Regions from separate parts of the Mus musculus genome. Here all the other regions are linked to region 1. The links are chromatin contacts, called in public ChIA-PET, HiChIP or PLAC-seq and promoter capture Hi-C maps. All regions are on one chromosome and are shown on one strand. The core of a region is the stretch at or near the end of the contact, and the rest is flanking DNA. Distances in the headings are between cores, read along the strand shown.

What was found. Promoter capture Hi-C pulls out the DNA fragments that hold promoters and counts their contacts. ChIA-PET counts read pairs in DNA pulled down with a chosen protein or histone mark. HiChIP or PLAC-seq counts read pairs in DNA pulled down with a chosen protein or histone mark.
Region 2: an RNA polymerase II ChIA-PET map of memory CD8 T cells shows a contact between it and region 1, with 13 read pairs. The contact joins the promoter of Rnf5 here to the promoter of H2-Ob in region 1. A contact is called at or near these places in 10 of 39 promoter capture datasets (the 3T3-L1 cell line, 3T3-L1-derived adipocytes, the C10 cell line and 4 more), 5 of 484 Hi-C or Micro-C datasets (B cells, bone marrow-derived macrophages, cortical neurons and 1 more), 6 of 115 datasets of contacts at active chromatin or transcription factors (acute myeloid leukemia, bone marrow-derived macrophages, large pre-B cells and 2 more) and 3 of 9 other capture datasets (adipose tissue, macrophages and pancreatic islet).
Region 3: a contact with region 1 is called in a promoter capture Hi-C map of pre-B cells, with 3 times the contacts expected there. The contact joins the promoter of Rgl2 here to the promoter of H2-Ob in region 1. A contact is called at or near these places in 1 of 39 promoter capture datasets (pre-B cells) and 1 of 9 other capture datasets (liver).
Region 4: an RNA polymerase II ChIA-PET map of memory CD8 T cells shows a contact between it and region 1, with 413 read pairs. The contact joins the promoter of AA388235 here to the promoter of H2-Ob in region 1. A contact is called at or near these places in 1 of 15 datasets of contacts at CTCF or cohesin (pro-B cells), 1 of 484 Hi-C or Micro-C datasets (large pre-B cells), 1 of 115 datasets of contacts at active chromatin or transcription factors (memory CD8 T cells) and 1 of 9 other capture datasets (liver).
Region 5: an H3K4me3 HiChIP or PLAC-seq map of bone marrow-derived macrophages shows a contact between it and region 1, with 4 times the contacts expected there. The contact joins the promoter of Atf6b here to the promoter of H2-Ob in region 1. A contact is called at or near these places in 3 of 39 promoter capture datasets (the C10 cell line, the HPC-7 cell line and liver), 2 of 115 datasets of contacts at active chromatin or transcription factors (bone marrow-derived macrophages and microglia) and 1 of 9 other capture datasets (liver).

The regions. Positions count from the first base shown.
Region 1 is chr17:34,237,531-34,242,921 of GRCm38.p6, forward strand. It overlaps H2-Ob (histocompatibility 2, O region beta locus), which reads left to right and starts at 1,375. Exons shown (of 6, transcript NM_010389.3): 1 at 1,375-1,532; 2 at 3,478-3,747; 3 at 4,907-5,188. The coding sequence starts at 1,442.
Region 2 is chr17:34,600,076-34,605,845 of GRCm38.p6, forward strand. It overlaps Rnf5 (ring finger protein 5), which reads right to left and starts at 3,486. Exons shown (of 6, transcript NM_019403.3): 1 at 3,259-3,486; 2 at 2,216-2,234; 3 at 2,010-2,122; 4 at 1,859-1,913; 5 at 1,666-1,783; 6 at 1,024-1,591. The coding sequence starts at 3,398. The coding sequence ends at 1,494. It overlaps Ager (advanced glycosylation end product-specific receptor), which reads left to right. Exons shown (of 11, transcript NM_007425.3): 8 at 1-62; 9 at 276-302; 10 at 420-546; 11 at 632-862. The coding sequence ends at 728. It also overlaps a transcript of Agpat1 not described here.
Region 3 is chr17:33,927,950-33,933,674 of GRCm38.p6, forward strand. It overlaps Rgl2 (ral guanine nucleotide dissociation stimulator-like 2), which reads left to right and starts at 1,945. Exons shown (of 18, transcript NM_009059.2): 1 at 1,945-2,095; 2 at 2,296-2,492; 3 at 3,777-3,860; 4 at 4,091-4,269; 5 at 4,372-4,422; 6 at 4,505-4,802; 7 at 5,060-5,311; 8 at 5,402-5,505; 9 at 5,592-5,676. The coding sequence starts at 2,337. It overlaps Tapbp (TAP binding protein), which reads left to right. Exons shown (of 8, transcript NM_009318.2): 8 at 191-1,341. The coding sequence ends at 202.
Region 4 is chr17:33,976,820-33,982,748 of GRCm38.p6, forward strand. AA388235 (expressed sequence AA388235) reads left to right here and starts at 4,673. Exons shown (of 1, transcript NR_033305.1): 1 at 4,673-5,929. It also overlaps the pseudogene H2-K2.
Region 5 is chr17:34,644,376-34,649,510 of GRCm38.p6, forward strand. Atf6b (activating transcription factor 6 beta) reads left to right here and starts at 2,771. Exons shown (of 18, transcript NM_017406.4): 1 at 2,771-2,941; 2 at 3,285-3,364; 3 at 3,844-3,922; 4 at 4,202-4,293; 5 at 4,743-4,878. The coding sequence starts at 2,839. It overlaps Fkbpl (FK506 binding protein-like), which reads left to right and starts at 439. Exons shown (of 2, transcript NM_019873.3): 1 at 439-578; 2 at 870-2,442. The coding sequence starts at 885. The coding sequence ends at 1,928.

The sequences.
Region 1 (5,391 bases), core at 125-2,624:
CATTGCTCACAATGTCTTGCTTAGATGCTAAAATGCATGTATACAAACATATCAATAGGATAAAATTCCATGCATAATATATACATCATTACATTATCTTGGTAAGTATACTGGCTAATTTTACTTTGTGCATGCATGCACGTGTATGTGCATGTGTGTGTGTGTGTGTGTGTGTGTGTGTGTGTGTGTGTGTGTGCTTGTCAACTTGACCTAAGCTAGGTCATCTGGGAAGAGGGAACCTCAATTGAGAAAATGTCCCCATCAGATTGTCTTAGGCAAGTCTAGAGGACATTTTCTTTTAATTGACTATTTATTGATGAGGAATGGCCTGGCCCACTGTGGGAGGTAGAGTCTTGGGCAGTTTAAGAAAGCAGGCTGAGCAAGCCATGTGGAGCAAGCCAGTAAGCAGCTCCCTTCTGCTTCAGTTCCTGCCTCGAGGTTCCTCCCTGAGCTCCTGCCCTGACCTCCCCCAGTGATGGAACATAAGCTGCTGTAAGGTGAAATAAGCCCTTTCCTTCAATAGCTTTCAGCCTCCTTCTAAGCTACTGTGAAGTAGCTTTGGCTGTGGTGGTCGTCACGGCAGCAGAAACCTGACCAAGGCAGCAGAGGTCAATTAATCGATTAATTTATACTTTTTCCCATAATATTTTCAGCACAGTGTCATTTATTATTATTATTATTATTATTATTATTATTATTATTATTATTATTATTATTGTCATTTTGAGCCAGGGTCTCACTCTGTAGCTCAGGCTACACTCGTTCTGCCAGCTAATGTGTTCTATAGAATCCCATCCCACCATCTTACTGACTTGGTCCCCAATGCTTCCTTCTATTCTGTCTTTATGAGTATATTTGCACGATTTTATTCTTTTGAGAATTATGCCTTCCTGTTTGTCTTTCTGTCTTTGTTTTCCTCTTCCCTCCTCTCCTTGCTTGGCATACAAGGCACAGCACAGCCTGTCTTCTGCTTTTGCTGACGAGCTGCCATCAACCCCCTTTAAGCTACAATCCACAAAGCTATTTACATAGTTCAGTACCCTCTGCAGTCAATGTCAGTCACTCTCTAGGAAGGGAGACCTGTTGGTCAGACTAATTCAGGGACCCTACTAAGTGAAGGCAGCAGAATACACAATAAACAACCTACTTTGTTCTAGGACCTCATACTCTGTAGACTTTTCTCTCCCGATGCTGGTCCATTTTCCCACATTTCAACAGCCAACACTGACTCTCCAGGTAACCAGTTCTTGGCTTTTATCACACAGTGTTAGCAAAGTGTTCTGCCTAGCAACAAATGATGCAAAGTCTTCGCTCTTGATTGGTTAACAGTGTGAAGGAGGCTGCATAATTACCTATCTATTTTTTTTTTCAGCTGTGTGGAAGACAGCTCTATTCTAAATAGGTGTATCAGTCTCTTCATTGCCCCTTTGTCCCCTCCAGAATGGGCGCTGGGAGGGCCCCCTGGGTGGTGGCTCTGTTGGTGAACCTCATGAGGCTGGATTCCTTCATGATTGAAGGCAGAGACTCCCCAGGTAAGAAGAGAGGGGTTTGATTCTGGGTGTGGTTTTCTGGAATTGGCACGGGGCTAACTCTCCCCATTCTCTGTGGACCAAAGTCTCAGACTAGAGTGGCTCTGACTTTAAAGAGTCCCCCCAGCCAGGTGGTGGTAGCACACGTCTTTAACCCCAGCACTCAGGAGGCAGAGGCAGGTGGATTTCTGAGTTTGAGGCCAGCCTGGTCTACAGAGTGAGTTCCAGGACAGCCAGGGCTACACAGAAAAAAACCCTGTCTTGACAAACCAAAAAAAAAAAAAAAGAGCCCCCCCCACCCCCCCACTGACCAGGAAGCTCATGCGCTCCTCAGCACCCACAAAGAACTGCCTGGAAAGGTCTTCTCACACCCAAGACACAGATACCAGGGGAGTGAGGAGGGGAGTGAGGGAGGGAGGGAGGAAGGAGACATTTTCCCCTGTTGGGCTCCTTGTGCATCAACATCAGACACTAGAACCTTGAAAGCCGGAGTCTGAGCAGCTGAGCTTTCTCTACGAGCATCTACTCCTTTTATGGCTTTCTGGTGAAATTGGAAATCACATCTCCAACTATTAAGCTCCTGGTTAGCGTTCAGCATCGTCCTGAGAAGTTTTGAGGTGTGAGTGAAGTTGAGAGCTCAGACAAGTTGAGTATGTTAGTTATCTTTGGCCTCAGGTTGCTGTGTACAGCTTGTTTTTTCACTGGGAGACGGGCTATGCAAACACCAGCGTTGCTAGACCATGAAAACTCAGGCTTGTGAGCAGAAAACAGGATGTGATATGCTAAGAAAAGACTCCCCTCTAACGCCAGTCTCATTAAATACAGAAGAGGAACAAGCCTAGGAGGGGCATCCGTTTTCTCGGAGAACAAAAACCGCTCTGAGTTTATCACGTCCATTTGACAAATGGGGAAAAAAAAAAACAGCACGGAGTTTTAGATGATGATGAAAACCCCATATACTTTCTCTTTAGCTTGTAAAGAGGGAACAGAGAAGGGTAGACATGCTGAGGGACTGGAGGCTGGCACCTCGTCTGAACTCAGTGGCCCTCAGAGGGGCCTGGATGGTCATGGAAGTCATTCTCAGGGGGTGGCTGAGCACTGCTGGAGGAGACTGCTGAGCTTAGGAATAAACAGACCCACAGCTCATTATCCTTCAAGTCGCAGCTTAGCCGCTTCATGGAGGTCTGCCTGCTTTATCATTTTCAAGCGCACAGAACTGAGCCACAGCACGCTGTCATCACAAGAAGTCTTTCTCTTCCTGTCCCGTCTCCTTCCTCTTCTTCCCCATGAATACCATTCCAAGTTTGCCTTCAACATGAGTGTAGTGTTCAGAAACATAGAATGGGCCGAAAGATGGCTCAGTGGTTAAAGCCACTTGCTGCCAAACCTGACAACTTGAGTTCAATCCCTAGGAACCACGTGTTAGATAAGGGGTGGGGGAGAATAACAGGGGAGGGGGAGGGGAGGACAGGGAAGATGGGGATGGGGGAGAAAGGAGGACACAGGGACTGTGGGGGACAGGGACAGGTACGAGGGGAACCAGGGACAGGGGGCACACAGGGGGTGAGGATGGGGAGACAAGGTGAGGGAGGGGTGGGGGAATAATGGGGAGGAAAGACAAGGGGGTTAGGGATGGGGATTGGGAAAACTGGGGTGGGGGACAGATGGGGGTGGGACATGACATGGGGACTGGGTGGGGACTGGGCTGTGGGGTAGGGGACAGGATGGAATGGGATAGACTTACTCCTGAAAACTGTTTTCCTTGTTCACATTTTAAATAAATGCCAATAAGCATTAAATGACATTAAGTGACTTTGTCTCTTAATGTCATTTAAGTGACTTTGTCTCTTAATGGTGGGCTTTTGAGAACGTTGCTATCTGACTTAGTGTGCCAGGTGCAGGCTTTCCCAGAGGTGCAGCTGGTTCCTAATCCTTTTATGGTTTCCAGAGAATTTTGTGATTCAGGCAAAGGCGGACTGTTACTTCACCAATGGTACAGAAAAGGTTCACTTGCTGGTCAGGTTCATCTTCAACCTGGAGGAGTATTTACACTTCGACAGTGACCTGGGGATGTTTGTGGCTCTGACGGAGCTGGGGGAACCTGATGCTGACCAGTGGAACAAACGCCTGGATCTCCTGGAGACGAGCAGAGCTGCTGTGAACATGGTCTGCAGGCAGAAGTACAAGCTGGGGGCCCCCTTCACTGTGGAGAGAAATGGTGGGTGACAATAAGATCTAGGGGTTCTCTGTGAGAACCTTGTAATAGGCATTTAAAAGGTTTTAAATTACAGCAATCATCTATCTGTCTGTCTATTATTTATTTGTGTGTGTTCCATGCATGCCATAGTGGAGGTTAGAGGACAATTTGAGGCAGTTGGGTCTCTCCTTCCATCATGAGGGTCCTAGAGAATGAACTCAGGTCATCAAGCTTGGGGGCCTGTGATTATACCCTGTCCTCAGCTGTGAATTGTTGGCTTAGAATTTTCAAAAGCTACTTTAATAATGGTTCTTAAGTGCTTCAACCTCCCTTCTAGCCCACCATCCACCATAGAGAGTGGAAAGGAAAGGTTGATAGGAAATAGGGGTTGTGGACCTGCTTAGAAATAGTTCTTTAGGGGCGATTCCAATCTTCGTTGTCAGCAGTCCACCCCTCTAGCATAGCATCAACACGAATCAACAGCTGCAGTCCAGTCCACTTGGCAATCACTGCTCATGAATTAGCAATGGCAATTTGATCCAGAAGAAACCGCATGGCTCTGCCAATTGGCCTGAGTCTACAGAGACAGGAAGAAGCTGCAAGAATATCACAAGTTCTTTACCAAGTTACTCTCTATGCAGTCATGTCAAGCGAAGATAAGTCATGCTATGCAAGGCAAACCAATATTAGGGTGTTGTCAGCAAAGACTAGTGAGGCACAGCAAGGCGAACCAATACCAGAGCCTCCTCCCACTGTCATTGGGGTCATATTTATGCTTTCTTCCACAAATCATGCTTTCTCTCACTTGTCTGCTTCAGCAAAACATCCTCTAACCTGTGTCAGCTTCAGCCAAGCATCCTTCCATCTGTCTGCTCTGGCAAAACATCATCTGACATAATGGAGTTTCCAAAGAAACCAGAAATTTCCACTTCCTCCTAAAACCTCAGAGTTCTCAGGGTCTTTGAGAACTGGTGTAGCCTTGAATACAGTGGGTGGCTGTGGGGTGACCTGGCAGAGTCTATGTCCTTCCTGTGGACATCCACACATGCTTCTCAGTCTATGGTGTTAGGTACCCACACTTCCAGCTTCTACTTGGCTAGTATGGGAGATGGATCACGGTGGTCACAGCCCCTCTAGATGGTCCTGTCCTTGCTGTGCTTTTTGTTTCTTCTCTTGCCAGTGCCTCCAGAGGTGACAGTGTATCCAGAGAGGACCCCGTTGCTGCAGCAGCACAACCTGCTGCTCTGCTCTGTGACAGGCTTCTACCCCGGGGACATAAGTGTCAAGTGGTTCCGGAATGGACAGGAGGAGAGGTCTGGGGTCATGTCCACTGGCCTTGTTAGGAATGGAGACTGGACCTTCCAGACAACAGTAATGCTGGAAATGATCCCAGAGCTTGGTGACATCTACAGCTGCCTCGTGGAGCACCCCGGCCTCCTGAGACCTGTTTCTGTGGCATGGAGTGAGCTTTATTAGTTTTCTGTACTTCTGGACCTTGACCTGTAGGAGCTGTCATTTCTGTGTTCATCTTGATGACAAGACAAGTTCCCCTGATCTAAGAATCCTAGTGCCAGGGGCAGGAGAAAACAGGACAGGCATCCATCCTCTGAATGTCCAAGAGATAGATAAGGAGGCTGTTAACCCACAACTTGCCTCTAAGCCTGG
Region 2 (5,770 bases), core at 2,236-4,735, 360 kb after region 1:
CGTGGCCACCCACCCTAGCCACGGACCTCAGGAAAGCCCTCCTGTCAGCATCAGGGTCACAGGTAACCCCTCCCCAAATCCCAGGGTCGGGGACGGGGGACTGAGGTGAGGGACACAAGATGCCATCTCCCTACCCCACTCAGACATGAACCCCAGTAGCCACGCCACCCCTTTCTCAGTGCTTCCAAAAGCCCGTCCAGCTTTTCCACTAACTGAGGGGAATTGCCATTGGGCCCGAGCTCAAGTCTTCCCTCTGACCACTCTTTGTCCTCTAGAAACCGGCGATGAGGGGCCAGCTGAAGGTGAGGGACTGGACTAAAGTCAGAGAGGAGCATATGGCTGCCGCATGTGACTGGGTTCACAAGGAAGGAGTGGTGTATGCTAGAGCTATACCCTCAATCTTCCCTATGTCCCTACAGGCTCTGTGGGTGAGTCTGGGCTGGGTACGCTAGCCCTGGCCTTGGGGATCCTGGGAGGCCTGGGAGTAGTAGCCCTGCTCGTCGGGGCTATCCTGTGGCGAAAACGACAACCCAGGCGTGAGGAGAGGTGAGTGAGAGCCTGCAGGTTCCAGGCAGCAGGTGAGGGCTGTCAGAGAGGGGCAGCCGAATGCCGCAACACTGTTCCTTCTCAGGAAGGCCCCGGAAAGCCAGGAGGATGAGGAGGAACGTGCAGAGCTGAATCAGTCAGAGGAAGCGGAGATGCCAGAGAATGGTGCCGGGGGACCGTAAGAGCACCCAGATCGAGCCTGTGTGATGGCCCTAGAGCAGCTCCCCCACATTCCATCCCAATTCCTCCTTGAGGCACTTCCTTCTCCAACCAGAGCCCACATGATCCATGCTGAGTAAACATTTGACACGGTGTGTTGCCGGCTTGTTGTCTGTGTGCTGTGCAGGAGAAAGGCAATCTCACTCCTGCATCCTTGGGGGCCTTGCAGGGGAGGAGCTCATCCTATGCCTCCCACCATACCAGGCTGGTCAGAGTGGCACTGTCCTGGAGGGAGAGACTGGGGAGACTTCCCAGCAACGTGTTTCACCTTTATTTTTATTTTTATTATTATTATTATTATTTGAATTTGTAATTAAAGGAGGTAGTGAGGGATGGAAAGAGACACTTCAAGAGTCAAAATTCATATTAGACAGTGGGTAGAGAAAAATTAAATTAAGTCAAGTAGAGGAGTTGGGGAGAGCCCACCTTTAAACACCAAATCAAGAAATCTGGGGGAAAGCAAAGGATTGGTAGAACTGGACACCTGTCTGTCTGTCCGTCCTCCAGGCTGACAGTGTCTGTGCTACTGGGCCAGCAGTACACAGCAGCAGGCACTCCCATCTTAAGCAGACTGGTCACTCCTCGCCATGCCCTCCCAAGAGAGAGGCCTCAGCAGACAGAGATGGGTCATGGAAGTAAGGGGGTGGTCCAAAAGCAAGGAAAGGCCAGCACAGGACTCCCAATACTGATTCTCCTCTAGCTGGAGGTGGGCAGGGAGGAGACAGAGCTCAAATACTGAGCAGCCAGAAAAAGAAAAAGATGGCGAGGAACAGGAATAGGGAATCTTGCCAGCTGGAGGCTGGGTGACCCTGTCCCAGATCCACACCTGTAAGGGAAAAGAAAGCTTCAGAAACATGTAGGGCCAGGAGAGGGCGCGGGGAGACTTGGGAAAATCCTTACCTGCGCCTCTTCTGAAAGGTTCATGGGCATTGAACACGGTGGTGAAAAAGCCAAAGGGGAAGGCACCGACACCAAAGGAGAAGTGGAATCCCCCGGCATCACCAAATGGCTGGAACCCCTAGGGAGGCAGGGAAGATGAGGGAAGCCCATAGGCTTGGGCAAAGGAGGGACACGGCTGGACAAGGAGACTCACCCCTCTGCTCTCTGGAGCTGGTCGCTGGCCCTGAGGGCGGGGTGGAGTTTTCAATCTGAGAGGAAGGAGAGAGGCAGGCAGCACCTTTCACACCCTGTCTCGGGATGGGACAGAAGCCTGCAGCTCCCCTCAGCATCGTGTTGGGTCTCACCTGGGATCCTGTGGCTTCTGGCTCCCTCGCCCATAAAGAGGGACGACCTTCTCCCTGCTGATGCCAGCTTTACACACCGGGCATTCTTGCCGGTCTGGCCGGGTCTCCAGCCACTGCAAAGGAAATATGAAGTGTTTTCAAGTACAAAGAGCATCTCGGAGCTCCTTGACCCTCCCTGTTTCCCAGTCCACCTCATGAACACATACCTGGTGAAGACAGGGCCAACTGGATGAAAAACAAACAAAAAGCACACGTCAAACTACAGAAGAGAGCTGCAGACCCCAGAACATGGAAGCCCACCCACCACCTGTCTCCCAGGCACTGCTGCTCTACTGCTCCATTTCTCTCCATATTCCCAACAGCTTCTAGCATACTTGCTAACTTGACTTTTCCAGCTTCTTGCCTTTGATACTTGACATTTAAAGGTACTCACATTGGGTCCTCAACATCCTCCACACATTTGATCCTTTTCTCTCTTCCGGTGTCTCCTCTCTGTCTCTCCCTGTCTGTCTCCCTCTACACACACACACACACACACACACACACCTTCAACCTCCCCCTTTCTGCCTCCGAACTTGACTTCCCAATTCAACAGGTTTCCTTTCAGCCTGAACTCCATTCTTGCTCCTAATCCTCCAGACTCCCATGGTTTTCAGACACCCACATTGTTCCTCTCCTCCTTACTTCAAGCTCAGTAAAACCCCTCTCTCCATGACCCTTCACCCTCTCCATCTTGTCCTTACACAATGCCATTGTCTTCAGGTTTGACAAATCACCCCCTCCCACATCTCATCTTAATATGACCCACATCTAGGTCCATAGTCCCTAGATCTTCCCTCCTCCTCCGACAGGCACATCCCCTAAACTGAAAAGTCTCTCATCTATTTTATCTCAACACCTGGGTAGGTCTAACGGGGTACTGTGGTTCAGGTCTCGAATGGAGGAATATGCAGCGTCCCCCATTTCCCATTCCTCCTCATAACATACCATGCACCAGCTCATAGGACCCTCCCTGGAAAGATATCTCATTTGCACAGATGTGACCCTTCCCGCACCCCCACCCCATCTACATACATCAGCAAAGACACAAGTCCTCACTTTAGGCCTCCCCTACGTGTATGTGGGGAGGTGGGGTGGGACATATGCCCTCTGGTCATCTGAAAAAAACTGCATGGTCCCCGCTCTCGGCCTCCCCAGCACAAAGACGAACCCCGCCGCCTCACCCCAAGCCCCTGACTCGGATTCTCACCAATACAGGTGGCCACACACGCTGACCACAGCTTCGCGAGCTGTCTCCAGACATATATTACATTCGAAGGTCGCGCTCGCCCCGCCCCGCTCGCGATTTGGCCCTTCGGGGCCCCCGTCTTCTTCCTCCGCTGCTGCCATGGCAAGTTCTGCTTCGCCCCCACGTAGCCCTCAGTACCCCCAGGCACACACACATATACACTAACACAGGGCACACACACAGGCACACACACACTCACGCCCCAACAAAGCAGGTCCGCCTTCGGCCCAGGATCGTTGGGCAAACTTCAAGTTTTTCTCATCATTATTGGTCGAGGTACCTGCCAATCATATAGAATTCAAAGGACACGATTGATCCAAAGAGTGGGGGCGGAAAAAGGTGTGTGTGGGGCCCCTACCCTTGCACGATGATGATTGGCTGATAGGGCTTCAGTAACTATGCACTGCCGAGGGATTGGTCATAATGAGCTAGGCCTGTGTTGTCACTCAGCTAAAGAGGCTTTGATTCGTCAGTTCAGCTGCCAGTCATAACCAAAGCTCAGAAGGGATTGGCTCAGGCCTACAGAACTCGCCCACCATAAGCCTCTTTTTTTCCTTCTCTTCCTCTTTCTTAGAAGGTCCGGGTTCCTATTGGACTTTAGAGCGAATGGTTCCAAATCAAATGATTGGCTGGCATGACACGGAAGAATGAGCATGCGCAATAAGCGGGGGGGGGGGGCGTGGAATAGGCCAACCCAGACGAAGGCGGTGTCGACTCCAGTCCCGCCCCTTCACTCGCTCTCTCTCGTCACCATGGCAACCCCTCCGCTATTGGCGGGGCCTTAGGTTCAAAGGCCTCGACTCGGCCTTATCCGGGTCTTTCCGCCCGGACTCTCTCCGCTTGATTGGGCGGTTTACTCCGCCGCTGATTGGCCGAGATCTGGAGAGACGGTGCAGAGCTAAGGGGGGAGGGGGAAGGGCAGAAGTACCAGGGTCGCAGGGTTCAAGATGGCTCCGGCCTCCTTGGGTGACGTAGAGGGAAGACCTTGGGTCCGCCCCTCCCTCTCGGAGAAGCGGGGAGCAGAGCTGGGGTTAGCCCGACGCGTGGATGGTGCGGCCGTCGGTCTGTGGCGCCGGTGTTAACCCCACTCTCTCGGTTGGACGACTTAGCCTCTCTAGGTGATTCTCACAGCAGGACCGAGCCAAAGGCCCACCGTTGTAATGTGACACAGCAGACCACAGTGGACCCCCACTCCGTCCTAAACCTTACAAGCAGAAAAGGACTGGTTCCACCCTCTTGGGAGTGGGCGCCCAAAGGACAGAGGCCGACCCCTAGGTGACCCGCCGTAGAATGGGGTAGATCCGCCCCTTCCTTGTAGTTTGCCCTGCATAGATTTGGATCTTTTTCCTGGCTGGACGGCTGGCAGCTAGGGCCTTTCCAGCACTCAGTGACCCTCACTATGGCCCAAGGCCCAGAATTAGGTAACAGTCCTCGCATTCGCAAGGGCTCTTCACCAAGCCATGTAAATCACCCAGGGCAAAGGTGTCCATGGGCGGGAGACGAGAACACGCTAGCTAAGGATTATTCAATACCTTGATAAAGGACCTGTGTGACTGAGGAATAAAGAAAGGTGAGAAGCTGGGACTCTCTATAGGAGGAGGTACGGAGAAGCGAGGATCTGGAGTATTGAAGAGGTTTAGATGCAGAATAGGCGAATAGGAGGTAGGAACGATGGACTCGTCCAGAGTGTGAAGAGGGAAGTAGGGTTTGGCCAGTTAGATACGCGGCACATCCCACCATTTTATCACCCTTAGGAAGCAGTGTTTTATTGCTCGAATTCCATCGAAAGGACTTAGCTTCTTACAGGTCTCAGCTATAGCCTCAAACTCGGATACTCTTGCCCGAGGCTCTCATGTACTGCTGTTAACAAGCATACACCACCAAAAGCCAGCGGCCAGATCGTGTGTGTGTGTGTGGGGGGGGGGGGAGTGGTTGGCTCAGATTGGGTGAATGAAGAACTAGGAAAGTACTAAGTAGGAAAACAAGGTTGAAAGGGAGAGAAGGTCAGAGGGCTCCTTTATCTTTAAAGACTAAAGGTGGGTGGAGGAGATGGAGACCCGGGACAAAGGGCAAGTGGACAGAAAGCTGGAGAGCTATTCAGGGAAAGCCCGAGGCCTGAGCAGAAAAAGGTGAGCCTACTGCTTGAATTCAGAAGGTACTTCATAAACGTTTGTGATTGAATGGGAGACAGGAAAGGCAGGAGGAAGTGTTTGGGGATCCTAGAGTTACATAGCGCTGGGGTTCAAAGAAAGGCAACGGGTTCAGAGAGCGTGCGAGCGAAGCTAGACGGGGCAGAGGAATAGAGCAGCGAGGGAGCCGGGGTCACCGGTGCTGAAACCGGTGGCCCGAGCGATGAGGCTGACCGAGGCCGCGAGCGCCACTGAGCTCCCTGGGGCGGGGCCAGCGAGAGGCCCGGCAGGCATGGGGAGGAGATGCGGGTCTCTGAAGAGGCGATTGGCGAGGCCCGCTGCCC
Region 3 (5,725 bases), core at 695-3,194, 310 kb before region 1:
TCTCAGCTGACCCACTGGGTCTTCTGGAAGACTCAGGAGCGAGGACACTCATGACCATGTCTGGCCGGTGGGAAATGACAGCCCCAGCCTGCTCCCACGCCTGTAACTGTGAGAATGTTTCTACATTAACTGGGAGAAACTCACTTCCCTCCCAACACTTCCAATTCCCCACTTCTTTCTTCTCTTGCAGAAGTCACAGTAAAGAAGTTCTCGTCTGTGGAAGCCACCCTCATCTCTGGCCCAGATGACTCCAGTAGCCCCTGCCCCAGAACAACAGCCTTCTTCTCTTCTTCTCCCTCCATTGAATAGCTCGGATTTTTTTTTTTAAGGTTTTTTTGTTTGTTTCAATCTTTCTTGTTTTGTTCTTGTTTTTAGACAAGGTCTCTCTATGTAGCCTTGGCTGGCTGTCCTGAACCCTCACCAAGCCAACCAGGCTGGCCTCGAAGTCCCAGAGATCCACCTGTCCCTCTGCCTCGGAGTGACAAACGGCACTGGACACCATGCCTAGAGGTCTTTTTTTTTTTTGGTTTTTGGAGACAGGATTTCTCTGTATAGTCCCGGCTGTCCTGGAACTCACTCTGTAGACCAGGCTGGCCTCGAACTCAGAAATCCGCCTGCCTCTGCCTCCCAGGTGCTGGGATTAAAGGCGTGCGCCACCACCGCTGGACTCGAACTAAACTTTTAAGATGAGAAAAAAGCGAGACTTAGCGCCACACTCATTTGATGCCCACAGTCGGGAGGCAGAGGCAGTGGATCTCTGACATTTCCATGCCAGCCTGATCTACAAATAGGGAGTTTCAGGTCAGTCGGGGTTACTTGGCGGGGCTTTGTTGAGAGAACTAAATATAAGAACACACATGCGTAGAGTCCCAGGGTTGAGAAGAACCAGTGTATGCGCCAGAGAGGCGGGTTCATAACCTGTGGCTCACAACCCCCTTTAAGTCCATCGGAAATACCAGACATTAGGATTCACAACAGTAGTAAAGGCAGTTACGAAGTAGCAAAGAAAATAATTTTACAACTTGAACTGCGTTAATGTTAAGAAGGTTGAGAACCACTGGCCAGGGGATTAGGACGAAAGGTCTTCATAGCATCTTAAGATTCTAGAGACCTCAGGGACAGCCCACAGCAGTAGTCTAGAGACGGAAAGGTCCATGTGTCTCCCTCGCGGACTAAAGCCTACCTCTCCAGCTCTCCATTCCTACCACAGCTTTTCTTTTGCCTGGTCCACCTTTACCATCTCCGGGCCTGGTGGGTCTCGGCCCTTTACGAATGTCCCCGTGTGGTTCGTCCTCTCCTGTTCGCCGGTCCTCGTGAGCTAATAAAGTCTTTCCGAGTTTCCATGCGGGCCTCTCATTCTCCCGTTTCCAAGCACAGCCAACCTCGGTCACCTCCCGGTCCTCGTCTCGCACCCGGGAGACGACATAGCCACCGTGGGAACCGCGCGCGCTCGGGCGCACGGTGAGAGCCGGACGCCCGGAGCGACGGACCCGAGTGGAACCGGAAGCGCCGCACTAGCCGGCTTCCGCCCCCTCCCCGCGAGTGGGCGGGCATAAGGGCGGCACAGAAAACCCGGCGCGGATTCGCTCCGTTGCACTCGTGCCGGGGCGGCAGTGTCATTCTCGAGCTGCAGTAACGGGGTCGCGCCACTGCTAGGGCACTTTCCTCGGCAGTTGCAGCGCCGCTCTGGTTAGAAAAAGTGACTTAAAATTCCGTGTTTGCCTTCCTGTGGAGGCTTGAGACAGGACCCTGGTCTCCAGCGTGTCTGCTGCGAGACGCGGGCTTCAGAGCCACCGAGTGGGGCTGCAAGGGACAGCGGAGTAGTGCACCTGCAGCCTGCGTCCCAGCCCCTGGCGTCCAGCACTCCCCTAGTCGCTCTCCCTGGCTCCTGTCCTCACTTCCTTCCCTTTTTGGCTCCTGCTGTCGGGCGGACGCGGGGAGGGGGGAAGCGGAAAGGGCGGGAGGGCCCGGGAGCCCGGCGGGGTGCAGGAGGGGGGCATCGCGGAAAAGCCGGGGAGGGGACTCGGTAGAGGGCCAGAGACCGACAAGAACAGAGGCCCGGGACCCGCGCGCAGCCCTCGCCCTTCCCGAGCAGGTCAGAGCCGGAGCACCGGGTGACCCTGCCCATTCCGCACTAGTTAGCCCCCAAGTCCCAAGCAAGCACCGAGGGCTTGGGTTTCCCCACTCCCGTATCTCCCTCCCCCAGCCTTCCTCAGGGACTCCCACCTAGGTCCCTTCTTGTCCGTCTCCCCCACGCCCGTCTGACTCCACCCAATCCCACCCGTCTCTCCCCAGGCGCCCCCATGGCCCGACCCCGCTGATTGCTTCTCTCGGCCATGCTCCCGCGGCCCCTGCGGCTGCTTTTGGACACGACCCCCCCCGGGGGAGTCGTGCTGAGCAGCTTCCGGAGCCGGGACCCCGAAGAGGGTGGGGACCCAGGTGGCCGGGCCGTGGGCGGGGGGCAGGAGGAAGAGGATGAGGAAGAAGAAGAGGTGAGACGCGGGTGGCGGGAGGCAGGGCATTAAATATTTCTGAGACTCTCCTCCTTTCGGTGTCTCTGGGTCCCTCGGTCTCTTCCTCCCCGCCTCACTCGCATCCCGCCCGCCACACTCTCTCTGGATATCTGTCCCCTGGCTGCGGGTCCTGGTGTCTATGAAGTTCGCCCTGTCTGTCTGCTCGGAACCTGCCCGTAGGAACCTGCCGGAACCAGAATGGCTGGCTGGCAGACGGGCTGACTGTGCCTGCGGGGCTCAGGCCCTCTTTGCCCATACCTGCTTAGACGGGTGCCACTGGGCAGTTGTATCTTGGTCCCTGTCTCCCTCCTCGTTTTTTGTTTGGCTGGGAGGGGTTTGTTTCCACAGTAACCAGCTCCTCAGACTCTAGGATTGGGGAGGGAACCCTCAGATTTCGCCGCCTCTTCCCCCACCCCCTGGTGCTCAATAGAGGGCAGCAAGCCAAGAGGTTCCGGCACCTGGAGAGATGATCCCGGGATAGGTAGAGCGTGGTCATCTTCGTCCAAAGAGACTGATAGGATGTAGTCCGCAGCAAGATTTAGGGATTCAGGAGGGTCCAGAAGTTAGATTCGGAGCCCGAGGATCCAGACTCCTGGGCCCCGACATTGGTAAAGTTAGGGTGACTAGCAAGGCTGGTTTTTCGGGATCGGTCGGGGGAGGGGCTAGGGCCACATGACTCTGAGTCTACCGCCCCCCCCCCCCATCATCCTTACTTCCCCTTCTTGTAACTGGGATTGGAGCCGCCACCTTCAGGGGGTCCCCAGTGCTGAGATTAAGTGGAAGCTGTATTGGGGACCTGGGGAAAAGGAGTCTCTGCGGAAGGACTAAATTTGGGCTCCTCTGGTTCTGTCAGGGAGGGCGGGCCTTGTGAAGTTTCAGCTTCTCTCTGCTTCAGGTCTCTCTTCCTTTGGCTTTGTGCCTCTTCGGGCGCGCTCTGCTCCTGACTTTGCGCCCTGCTTTTCTGCGTTGGGCTCAGCTGTGGGACAAGGGGGGTTGGAGGTGGCCAGAAGAGGGGTTCCTGCATTCAGTTGAAACCCTCACTGCAACCTCTTCCATCCCACCGAGCTCTGAGGTGGCCGGGGGGGCTGTCTGAGCCCCAGGGTGGGGTAGACCTGGGGTCACCAGTACCCTCTACCCCTCGCACTCGCTGGTATTGTCCCCCGCCATCACAGGTGAGGGGTGCAGAGGGAGGAACAGGGCCTGGGGACAATGGCTGGGGACTGGAGGTGCTGTGGAACTCACTTCCTCTTCTTGCTCCTCCAGGCTTCTGTGTCAGTCTGGGACGAGGAGGAGGATGGTGCGACCTTTACTGTCACAAGCCGCCAGTACAGGCCTCTTGACCCCTTGGTGAGATCACGACTTTGAGGTCTTGCCTCTCGGTTTTTAATTTAATATTTATTTATTTATTTTCCGGAACATTAGGTTGAAGAAGTTCTGGTAGTGTGAAGGTAGTTCTGTGTTGTGTGATTTAAGCCATTTCTGAACCGGGGCAGAAATAAGCTAGATCTGGATTATCCCAGATGTCTAGCAGTCAGATTGAGGAGGCCCGTCGGTGAGACACCCTCCATGTTCTCCAGGCTCCCTTGCCTCCACCTCGCTCCTCCCGACGGCTCCGCGCTGGCACTCTGGAGGCCCTGGTCAGACACCTCTTGGATGCCAGGACAGCAGGGGCTGACATGATGTTCACTCCGGCCTTGCTGGCCACCCACCGGGCCTTCACCTCCACTCCTGCCCTGTTTGGGCTTGTGGCTGACAGGTCAGGGGCCAAGGGTTAGGAGGCTCCTGGATTCCCTTTGAGCACCCCCAGCACCAGCGGGGGCTGGAAAAGCCACAAGGTAGACCCTCTCCTCATCCCCAGGCTGGAAGCCCTTGAATCTCATCCTCCCGGTGAGCTAGAGAGGACCACAGGGTGAGTGGCCCTGTCTGAACCTCAGTCCCCTCAGGGTGCTGAGGCTAGACCTCTGACCCCTGGCTGATTCCCCTTCTCTCAGGGTAGCCATCTCTGTACTTTCAACTTGGCTGGCCTCTCACCCTGAGGATTTTGGCTCTGAGGTCAAGGGTCAACTTGACCGGCTTGAGAGCTTCTTGCTTCGGACAGGGTATGCAGCACGGGAGGGTGTTGTGGGGGGCAGTGCTGACCTCATCCGAAACCTCCGGGCCCGGGTGGACCCCCGGGCCCCCGACCTTCCTAAGCCCCTGGCCCTTCCTGGCGATTCCCCTGCTGACCCCACGGATGTCCTGGTGTTCCTCGCTGACCACTTGGCCGAACAGCTGACCCTGCTAGATGCGGTGAGACCTTGACCTTTGACCCCACACTCTCTGCCCCCTTACTAACCTCTCCTTGGCTCCGGATCCTTTTCTTGCTTCCAATTGTCCTGGTGCAGTTCCTCTTCCGTGTCTGCTTCTCTGACCCTTCTCTGCCCTTCGCCCCTTGGCTGTTCCCCTTGAACTCTGGCCCCACTGGTCCCTGGCCACTTAAGAGCCTCAGATCCCTGATACTGGAAACTTGTCTGGCTTGACTCTAAATTGTAACCTCTGCCCTGCAGGAACTGTTTCTTAATCTGATCCCCTCTCAGTGTTTGGGAGGCCTCTGGGGTCACAGAGACCGGCCAGGACATTCTCACCTCTGCCCGTCTGTCCGAGCTACCGTCACACAGTTCAACAAGGTGGCGGGGGCGGTAGTTAGCTCTGTCTTGGGGGCCACCTCAATTGGAGAGGGGCCAAGAGAGGTGACTGTGAGACCACTGCGGCCCCCACAGAGGGCCCGGCTCCTAGAGAAGTGGATCCGTGTGGCCGAGGTAAGAGAGAGCAGGCCTGCTGGCTGGGGACTCTTCGTCTCCGGAGTGGTGAGGGACCCTAGAGCCTTGACTGTTCTCCGGTCCTCACAGGAGTGCCGCCTGCTTCGGAACTTCTCCTCAGTGTATGCTGTTGTGTCCGCTCTGCAGTCCAGCCCTATCCACAGGCTTCGGGCAGCCTGGGGGGAGACAACCAGGTAGGAGGACTGAAGTGCCCGAGGCCTGGGGTGCGGAAGCTTCGGAACGCCAGGCTTGTGCTCAGAGGCCTGTTCTTCCTCTCTAGGGACAGCCTCCGAGTCTTTTCCAGCCTGTGCCAGATTTTCTCAGAGGAGGATAATTATTCCCAGAGCAGAGAGCTCCTCATGCAGGTGAGGGCGGTCTTGCTTTCCCCAGCCTCTCTGCACCTGCCCCCTCCTC
Region 4 (5,929 bases), core at 3,423-5,922, 260 kb before region 1:
GGAGACTGATACACATGATAATACAAGGGCATGGAGAAACAGGATCACTCCAGTGCAGACCAAACCTGACTAGAAGCAAAATAATACCTTCAAAAACAAACAAACAAACAAACAAACAAACAAACACCCAAAAAGTAAAGAAAAAAGAAAATATGAAATAAGAAAATGAAAAGAGGGATGGAGAGATGGCTCAACTGCTCTTCTAAAGGTCCTGGTTCAAACCCCAGCAACCACATGGTGGCTCACAACTATCCGTAATGAAATCTGACGCCCTCTTCTGGTGCATCTGAAGACAGCTACAGTGTACTTAGATATAAAAATGAATAAATCTTTAAAAAAAAGAAAGAAAATGAAAAGAGAAAAAAATAAGAAATTCCACGATTTATATTCCTGTACTGTACCCCATAAAGGCTCGTGGACCATTCACCACTGTAGGAATAGATAGAATTGGGTTGTTGAAGGGACGCAAACCCCACAGATAGGAAAGGATCTGTGAGAATGTATTCTTTGGAAAGTTCTAAAAGCTGGGGGGAACCATCCTTGTGTAGGGGAGTCCATGTCTCTTATCAGGTAAGGAGACTTCCGGTCCTGAGGTGTAAGGACTGACACATTCAGCAGGACAGGAGTCCATGTCCACAGACAGTGGGTGTGGGCTGAGAACCCGGCCTGGGAGAGGCCATGGCTGACAGAGGCTGCAGGGGAGCTGAAGGGAGCAGCTGTTGTTACCTCAGGGAAATTCTCTCCTTCCCTCCTGAGACAGCCTGGGCACTGTCCAGGGAGAAGGCTGAGCCCTGGGAGAGTCAGTGCAGTCACTGTGATGAGGGATCAGGAGACCCAGGGTCACTCTCTCCCCTCTGAGACAGGGGCATCACCCCAGCTGAGGGTTTCTTCTTCCCCAGGACTGAGCCCCAGCCCCAGGGCAGAGGGAGGAGCTGCCCGCGGCCCCTGCACCTGTGCGCAGCAGCGTCGCGTTCCCGAGCTCCAGGTATCTGCGGAGCGACTCCATGCACGCGCCCTCCAGGTAGGCCCTCTCTCTTTCTGCAACACCAACCTGTTCCAGTTTTTGTCCAGTAATCTGAGCTGCTATGTCTGCTGTCGTCCACGTTTTCAGGTCTTCGTTCAGGGCGATGTAATCCTGGCCATCGTAGGCATACTGCCAGTACCCACGGAGGAGGCGCCCGTCGGACCCCACCTCACAGCCAGACATCCGCTGGTAAGTGTGAGAGCCTGCGGGACCCCGCGGTCAGCACCCCCTGACCCCCCTCCCGTGTTCTGCCGGACCCGACCACTAGCGGACACCTACAAACTGAAAGGGACCAGTGCTGGGTTGTGGTTCTGCTCCCGAACCTCGGACTTGGGGCCCGGGAACTTTCCATCTCAGGTCTCCTTGTCCGGACATGGAGGGGTTGTGACATCCGACCCTGGGTCACCCACCGCCCTCGCTCTGGTTGTAATAGCCGCGCAGGGTCCTCAGGTTCACTCGAGAAATCTGCTCCGTGTTCTTGGCGACCTGTGTCTCCCGCTCCCAATACTCCGGCCCCTCCTGCTCCATCCATGGCGCGCGCGGTTCCATCCTCGGATTCTCCGCGTCGCTGTCGAAGCGCACGAACTGCGTGTCGTCCACGTAGCCGACAGCGATGAACCGGGGCTCCCCGAGGCCGGGCCGGGACATGGCGGTGTGGAAATACCGCAGCGAGTGTGAGCCTGGGGGCGGAAAGCGGTGAGACCCCGACTTCCTCCCAGGACCACGGGCGGGTGCGCGGGCTGGGAGGGGAGCAGGACGCGGGGCTGGAGACGCTGGTGGAGATCGGGTGAAAGATCAGATAAGCCACACAGGGACGAGGCTACCCCGGTGTTGGCCCCGCCCCTCCCCGCAGAGGCTGTTTCCCTCCCGACCCCGCACTCACCCGCACAGGTCTGAGTCGGGGCCAGGGCGGCCTCCAGCAGCAGGAGCACTGTGCGCCAAGCCATCCAATCCTATCTGGGATCCGGGGCATCTGAGTTCTGCTAGCTGTGTGGACTTTGCCTCCGCGAAGCTGGTTGGTTCCCCAGGAACGCGCCACCCATTGGGTGTGAGACCTGTAGGCGTGTCATCAGTGTCCTGACAGAAGCGCCTGACCCAGGTTAGGAGCAGAAGTGAAACTGACCAGATGGGGAATCCCCAGCCCTGGGCTTCCCCAGCCCTGACCTCATACACTGGAGACTAGGACTTTGCCTGAACCCTGTGCTGTGGAGTCTCTAAGTCCTGATCCAGAAGCTGTCAGGACACCAGGAGAGACTCTCAGGCCAGACTCTCTATGTCCTCTCCTCCACCCTTCCTCTTCCTTCTTCTCTTCAGAAGTCACACCCTAGTGTCTTCTAGAAGAAAAGCCACTTCCGGGAATACAATGGGGACACAAGCGCTTGGGGACGCAGTGGAGAGAGGTTTCTCCTTAAAGCAGAGGCGCTGGCCTGCAAGCCCACACGGACCCCACAGAGACCAGGCTCTGTTCACCTGCAAGGGGTGGTTCACACTGCCAAGCCTGAGTGCAGGACTCTCATCTGTTAAGTGTAGACTTTGCTCTCCCCTTAGGATTTGTCTTCTCAGCCTCAGGGTTAGAGGCTTCTGAGATTGTCCAAGTGGATTGTCGTTGTCTCAGCACAGGAGACCCCCTTGTCCACTGAAGAGAGACCCCTGTGCAGACCACAGACAGCAGGGCACTGATCGCTGTCTCCACTGCACTTCTCTGTGTCTGCACGTCCAAGGTACATTTGTTTTAGTGACTTAATCACAGTAGGAGAGGAGCTGTCACCGACTATACCACAGAAAAAGGATGATAGTGTGGTAGAAGTTATGTAATTTCTGACCCTCTCCCTCCCTCCCTGACCTTCACTCACACTTAAGAGCTGATGAGGTGAGAGACATGAATGTCACAGCTGTGTGGGACACTGGATCTGATAACTGAGTTGGCCCCAGAGTTCCTCACGCCTGTGCAGTGTGGACACTGGAAGAAAGATGATCCTCATGCCAGAGAGCACACACTGGTGTTTCGAGGTTTCACCCCTGATCAGTGATATTGGGAAAGATTAAGTTTACACAGGTTTTGGTTGTGTGGAGTTTGACCTGACCTCTCCCCCGTTTCCCTGAGAACTTGATGCTCTTAGGTTTCATCCTGACTAGGGAAGCAACTGGCCTTAAGCAGCTCCACAGAAGGATCTGTCTCTGTTACTTTTCTTCTGTTTTATCCTGTTTTTATAAGGCAAGGTGGGTCTCCACAGATGACCATGTTCATCAGGCTGGCCTTGAACTCACAGAGTTCGCCTGTCTGCTGGGATTAATGGCCTGTGTCATCACACTTGGCTTTCGTTACTTTTCTACGACTATAAGACGTTGGGACCCCATCAAGTTGTGAATGTTTTTAATCTGTTCTCTACTTTCAGAGAATGTGAATCCATGACGGCAGAGGAAAGACATGGTACAAGAACAGTGTAAGCTCACACATCTATCTGCATACCAAAGGAGAGACACTGGGAACAGTGGGAGTCGCTCCTCCCCACCCTCCCATCAGTGCTTCATTGGCTTGCTCTCTCATGAGGTCACAGCTCAGTGGGTCAGCCATGTCCCTGCACTCACACTGGTCCTTGCTGTCTTCTGAGAGCACTGTCAGAAAGCACAGGTGTCGATCACACGTTGGCTTGTTCCAGTGGCAGTCGAGAGTTGTAGGCGTAGGACACAGTGTTCAAGGCGTCCTTGTAACGGTCCATGCATATGGTGATGCATTCCTGCTCAGAGTTGTCCAAGGAGCCCCAGGCTTCCTGATGCACTTCCTGAAACGCCTGTCAGTCATCTTGAGCAGCTCCTGCTCATGCGCAATGGCGGTCTGCACGTTCACCTGCTCTATAATGGTCCCTGGTCCAGCTTTCCGCAACCTACGCCATTAAAGTCCAGCCAGACCACAGGCACAGCCAAACGCAGGTGCCTGGAGCCTGGAAATGTTTAAAACCTCAATGCCCAGCCCAGTGACACTTCTCCAACCAAGCCACACCTCCAATCTTTCTCAAGAGTTCCATCTGCTGGATATGAAGGATTCATTCCTATGAGCCCGTGTGGCTGTTCTCATTCAAACCAGCATAGCGTTCACTATGAAATGGAAGAGACCAGCAGGGTTCTGCAGATGTGTCCAGTGCAATCTGACAGAGATACCCTCCAACAGGGGACTCTGCGGAGTTAGGTCTCCCCCTTTGCCTCTGTCCCCTCCTGCTCAGCCCCTCTCTGTCTCTGTCCTCAGGCCTCTCCCCATCAGTGCCCAGCTCCCCTCCCTCCTGAGCTATGCACTGACACTGTCTCTTCCTGGGCCTCTAGTTTCTCTCATGTGCTCAGCAGCAGGCTGTGGATCAGCTGTGTGGTTTTGATGTGAACATTCCAGTGGTGGCTGGAGAGATGGCTCAGAGCTGAGAGCACGTGTTCCTTGTTGGGAGCCGCCCCACATTCGCTGTCACAAGGTGGCGCTGACATCCTGTGTTCTAAGTGGTAAACAAATAATCTGCGCATGTGCCAGGGTACTCCTCCCCCCATGTACTCTGCCTTCCCCGTGACTACAACTCGGCCATGGGCTGCAGCCAATCAGGGAGTGATGCATCCTAGCAAAAATATAGTTCTCCTTAAAGAGGGAGGGGGTTTCCGCCATCTCTCTCTCGCTGGCATCTCTCTGGCTCTGCGCGCCTTGCGCTCTCTCGCTGCCTAAAGATGTAACAATAGGACTCGGCGCTCTGGCGCGCCCTCGCTCTCCCGCGCGCTCTGGCGCTCTGGCCCCATAAAGATGTAAGCAATAAAGCTTTGCCGCAGAAGATTCTGGTTGTTGTGTTCTTCCTGGCCGGGTGTGAGAGAACGCGTTTGTAACAGTTCCTGTTGCAGAGGATCCAGGGTGAGTTCCATCAGCACATGGTGGCTGTCAACCATCTGCAACTTCAGTTCCCAGGGATCGAATGCTAGTGCTAGTGCACATACATATTCACATACAAAAATGATTACATCTCATGACAATAAAATTTTAAAAATATGATTTGAAAAATACTCCTTCTCTTTCTCCTACACATCCAGAGTGTGAGGACAGGAGTGGAGGGCACAGGAATGTTTGGACATCACTGTCCCACCAGCCAATGAAGAGCGCTCTGTAACAGGACAGGAAAAGATGGTTGAAATAGAGTGTATTGAAATGACAATTTGTCAAAAAGCATAAAATTAAAAATACAGATGATATTTCATTTTATGAACCTACCATGCCCAGTGGGTCACAGCCTCATCCCAGGAAGAAGACACAGTGTGTGCTCATCTTTGCACTTGAGCTGATGTGAGTTTTTGATTCCCTATGAACAAGATAAATTCGACTCAGACGTTTGAATGCTAATTTGTAACAGCCCATGACATCCCAACATCCAGAGCATTCCTGCAGAGAAAGGTGTCCCCTTTCCCATCTTCCCTCCCACTGCAGACCCTCCAGAGTCTCACCTGTTGAAGATGAAAGAGAAGCATCGCATTCTTGGGCAACAGCGCCGCCTGGTGGAAGAAACAAAGAGGACAGCGTCTGAACCCACAGAGCTGAGGGTAAAGGGGATCCAGGCTGCTGAGCTGCCCCAGGGCCTCCTTCCTATCTGCACTTCTCCAGGGCTCTCAGGTCTCAGGCCGCCCTGCTCTCATCAAACTACATCCAGAAGAACTTTACGTGCTTTTCCAGCCGTGGGAAGAAAACTCCCTGTAAGAGGGGAGGCAGGAGGCAGAGCCATGGGTGCTAAAAGGAGCTGCAAAGCCCCAGAGAGCAGTTCCAGAACTCGGACAGGGACCATGGTGATGATTCTTTGATGTCAGCTACATGTGGGGTTAACTAAAACCTCAAAATGGAGGGCAGCATCTGTGAGGTGTTTTTGCTTAATTTGAAGTGTGAAAATCAAT
Region 5 (5,135 bases), core at 1,521-4,020, 410 kb after region 1:
GATCAGGGGGCTCAGTTGAAGGGCAATGATGGATATGTGGCAAAAGTCAATCAAGGATGAGCCAAAATGGACAGGGGTTGATTTCAGCTAAGATCTCTGAATTTGGGTATAATAACAGGGGAGGGTCTGAAAGCAGCTAAAATCTCAGCCTTTACATTTGAACTGAAGCTCGAACTTAGGGTCTTTACGCATGCTTGGTAAAGCTCTCTACCACTGCTCTCTCTTCCTCAGCCCAAGTTTCCCATTTCTGGCCTTTTTACATTTTGACTAAACCAGTCAGCCAGATCTTTGTCAACCTCGGTTCGATTTGGCTAATTCTATTGCTTAGGTCTAGTCCGGTTGCTAAGGTATGGCGCTTCACGGTTGCTAGGGAAATGGCGTCACCATAGAGGCGGGACAAGGAACCTCTTCGTGCTCCTGATTGGCCGTCGTGTTAGGGACTAGCTTCTCCGTCTCTGAGGGCTCGAGAGCTGATAGAGACTCTCAGCTGCTCCCAGGCTGCCCTTCCAGGCCTCAACATCATACACAATGCAACAACTGTGACTTAGGCCGTCCTGCTATGCTCCTTGGTCTCTCAGGTACTTTTTGACCCGGTCAAGTGCCCATAGTTGGGGCGACTACCCGAACCATGGGGAATTACAGAATTTATAGTTCTAAACTAGACCTGGGTGGATTCTAGCTTGGGAAGGGGGGAAAAAAAGGAGAAACTTTTAGCACTACGAGGAGTCTTAACTAGGAATTCTGGAATTTACATGGTTTCGGTTTTTTGTTTGTTTGTTTGTTTGTTTTTTTCACCTGCTCAGGTCTGAACTACACTTGACCCATCACTTTCCAGACTAAACTGTTCTTTCCTTTATCTGTTGTGGAAGGGATCAGGAGATCCAATGGAGACCTCACCTATCAGCCCAATGAACGAGAAGAACACCGCTCAGCCGCAGCAGCGGGAAGAGAACGCCCAGCAAATCTTAAATACAGCCATTCCGTTTAGGCAGCGGTCCCCAGGTCTTCTCCCTGAAGCCCTGAAGGTGGGAGTGAGACCGGATCCAGCCAATCAAATTGTAGAGACTCAAGAGATTGAACATCCCGTGGCTGGATTTGAAGGTGACTCTGATCAATTTCAAGTCTCAACCAATGAGATGGCAGAGCACCTCCAAGCTTCTGATCTTTGGTACTGTCCTGATGGGAGTTTTGTAAAGAAGATCATAGTCCCTGGCCATGGCTTAGACAAACCCAAGCTAGGCTCCAAATGCCAAGTGTTGGCTTTGGGATTTCCTTTTGGATCTGGGATGCCAGAGGGCTGGACAGAACTAACCATAGGCATAGGACAATGGAGGGAAAAAATGTGGGGGGAACTCATGGAAAAATGCCTGGAGTCTATGCGTCAAGGTGAGGAGGCAAAGATTCACCTTCCTGGATCCTCTGCACCTCTTGCTAAACTCAGACTGGATTCCTTCACCAATGGCCGGGACTCCTGGGAGATGGAGGCTATGGAGAAGGAGGCTCTGGCCAAAGAAGAACACAGAAGGGGTACAGAACTGTTTCGAGCTGGGAACCCTCAAGGGGCTGCCCGATGCTATGGACGGGCTCTCCGACTGCTGCTGACGTTGCCCCCACCCGGCCCTCCCGAACGAACTACCCTTTATGCCAATCTGGCTGCCTGCCAGTTGCTGCTAGGACACCCCCAGTTGGCAGCCCAGAGCTGTGACCGAGTGCTGGAGCGGGAGCCGGGCCATTTAAAGGCCTTATACCGAAGGGGGGTTGCTCGGGCTGCCCTCGGGGACTTGGAAAAAGCCACTGCTGATTTCAAGAAAGTGCTAGCAGTAGATCCCAAAAACCGTGCAGCGAAAGAGGAGCTGGGGAAGGTGGTCATTCAGGGAAGGAAACAGGATGCAGGGCTGGCTCGGGGACTGCGCAAGATGTTTAGCTGATTAAAGGAGACAGGAACCCGCGAACTGTGGTCTGTGTTGTGGAATTTTCAAGGGCCCCGAAGGAAGTTGTTTGAACTCGTATCTCGTTCTGACCTACAGGGAGTTAGCGACGGTGTCAGTGAGCCACTTGGTGGAGGGAGTCCCGGGAAGCGTATCCACCTCCGAGGATAGGAGAGGTTGTCTATTTGGGACTGGCTGTGGCAAACGCCAGAACTTCCGGATGTCAGGGAGTTGCATCCCAGGGAGGTGGAGTTACAAGTGGTTGCGTGTCGCCAGGTGTGGGTGCTGAGAATGTAATCCAGACCCTTATAAGAGCAACAAGCACTTTCCTTTTGGGTGGGAGGGTTTGAGACAGGGCTTCTCTGTGTAACAACCCTGGCCGTCCTGGAGCACACTTTGTAGACCAGGCTGAGATCCGCCTGCCTCTGCCTCCTGAGTGCTGGGATTAAAGGCGTGCACCACTACCGCCTAGTCGCAATAAGCAATATTAAACTGCTGAGCCATCTCTTATCCTAAATGCTGGAACTTTGCTCATTCGTTTATTCATTAATAATTCATTCATTATGCGTGTGCCTTCATGAGTTTATGGGCACCACATGGGTGCAGATGTTTGCGGACAACTGCTCAAGCATGAACACTCTAGCCCAGATGCCGGAACCCTAAGTGCTAGGAACTACATTTCCCACAATGCTAGTTTCTGGGGCCTGTACGGCGCACGCACAGTCTCGCCTGGATCGGTAAAGCGGCTGACCCGTGCCATTGGCCCGGCATGCACAGTCATTGCTCCTTCGTGTCACGTGTTCACCAACTAAGCCTCTGACTGGTCATCAGGACTTCCGGGACGCCGGTTTTCCTCAGCGAGCTCATGGATTTGCCGCGGCCGGGAGGAGGCGGGCCGGGGAGCCGGCTCATGGTGGGGGGTGGGGGGAAGATGGCGGAGCTGATGCTCCTCAGTGAGATCGCCGACCCGACGCGCTTCTTCACCGACAACCTGCTGAGTCCGGAGGACTGGGGTGCGCGGAGTGGGGCCCCGGGGGAGGAGCGGGCTGAGGCTCGCCATGGGCCCGAGGCACGCGGGAAGGCAGCAGAGGGTGAACGAGGAAGGCTGGGCGGACGCCGAGCCCATCCTCCGAGGGAGAGCGCAGCGGGACTCGCGCTTCCCCGGGATGCGGGAGGAGGGAAGACCTTGGTCTCCCGTGGGAGCACGGGGCTGCCCGGGGTCAGGGGAGAGGGGCTGGACGCCTTAGGGTGTAAGGCTGAGCGAGTGGGCGGGCGGTGGGTCTGGCCCGGCCGAGCCAATGAGGGATGGAGCCGGGGCTGGCGTGCCACCCTCCTGACACGCGGGCCTCCATGCAGACAGCACCTTGTACAGTGGCCTGGATGAAGTGGCCGAGGAGCAGGCACAGTTGTTCCGTTGCGTGGAGCAGGATGTCCCGGTATTGCTACCTCAGAGTTTCTCTTATGACCCTTGGTGGTGGGAGGGCGACCCCAAACTTGGAGTCATTGCCAAGCCACAGAGCTCATCAGGGTGTCACCCCTGCTCATGTTAAACTCGAAAATTTCGAGGAGAAAGACCAGTTTCAAAAGTCCATTGGTCTAATTGGCTCAAGTTTTATTTTAGAGGCGCACCCGGGACTAGCCAACTAAGTCAGGATTTTAGAGAGCAGCCCCTTCTGGCCTTTTGGGATCCTTCTTATGGGGTACAGATAAAAGACTGACAGCTGTGTGTCTACAGGGGCGAGAATAGGTGGTTAGTGGTTGTTAGTAAAATACAACGAAAGCAAAAGAGAAACATTTTTTTCTGTAAACTATGGAGCCTTGACACAGTGGGCGTCTTAATTTGCAAGCTGTGTCGCTCCTGTTTTGCTGTCGTACTTTCTCACCTTCCTGCCCGCTAATATGTCCCACTGCTTAGTTTGACAGCAGCTCTCTGGATGTGGGGATGGATGTCAGCCCCCCTGAGCCCCCTTGGGACCCTCTACCCATCTTCCCAGGTAAGGCGCCCTTAGGATTCCCCTCATCTTTCCAAATGCCCTTCTCTTCCCACTGCTTCCCAGAAACTAACATCCCTGTGTGCTCCTCCCTGTGATCCCTGGGGTGTTGTCTGCCCTTACTCTCCTGCCCCACCTCAGCACCACGCTACAGGCAATGCTAGGCTCTGCTCCTCCGTTACTCATTTCTGCAGTGTTGGTTTGGCACAGGCAAGACATGGTCTCAGCCCCGAGCCTCGTCCCCAGCCTCCCTGCTTACCTCGGAACTTTTCTCCCCCCCAGATCTTCAGGTGAAGTCCGAGCCATCCTCTCCCTGCTCGTCCTCCTCCCTCAGCTCAGAGTCCTCACATCTTTCCACAGAGCCCCCCAGCCAGGTGAGAGCCATCTCCCCTCTGGTTCTCTGTGGCTCCTCTCATAGGTGCTGAGGTACTGTTTGTGTGCTGTGAGTCATGAGGCGGGTGGCAGTCTCTTTTTAGTCACCGTCCCCTCGCTTTCTGCCCTTCTGGTCTGGTTGTATAGAAGGGAAGACAGGGGCCTTTTGAACATGCAGAGAGACGGCAGGTGAAGGGCTTGGGAAAACAGTTGATGAACGGCTGAGACTTTGCAAACTGTTCTTGCCCAGGCCTCCCACTGTAATTCGATATTTGTGATCATGAGAAGATAATCGAACAAAGAGCCTGGGCAGGCTAGGCGGCGTGTCAGGACCACTTAGCGCAGGGCACATTTGTTTGGAGGGCTGGAAGCTCTGGGGTCTTCGTTCTTACTCTTCTTGGTTTCTTTCCCTCATTCCTTCCACCTCCCTGCACCACCCTGCCTCTCACAGGTCCCTGGTGTAGGCGAGGTGCTGCATGTGAAGATGGAGTCCCTGGCACCCCCACTCTGCCTGCTGGGGGATGATCCAGCATCCCCCTTTGAAACGGTCCAGATCACTGTGGGCTCTGCCTCTGATGATCTTTCAGGTAATCACAGCTTGTCACTGACCTTGTGCCTGCCAGGGTCCAGGTGGGGGTGGTGCACATCTTGAACCCCAGCACTCGGGAGGCAGAGGCCAGAGTACAGAGAGAAACAACCTCCAAATAAAAAAGGAAGTGAAACCATAGAAACAATAGTACTGAAAGCGAGGACGTGAGAAGTGTTGTGCCAGCACACGGGAGGCAGGCCGGCCTGGTCTACACACTGAGTTCCAGGACAGCCAGGGCTGCACAGAGAGACCCTG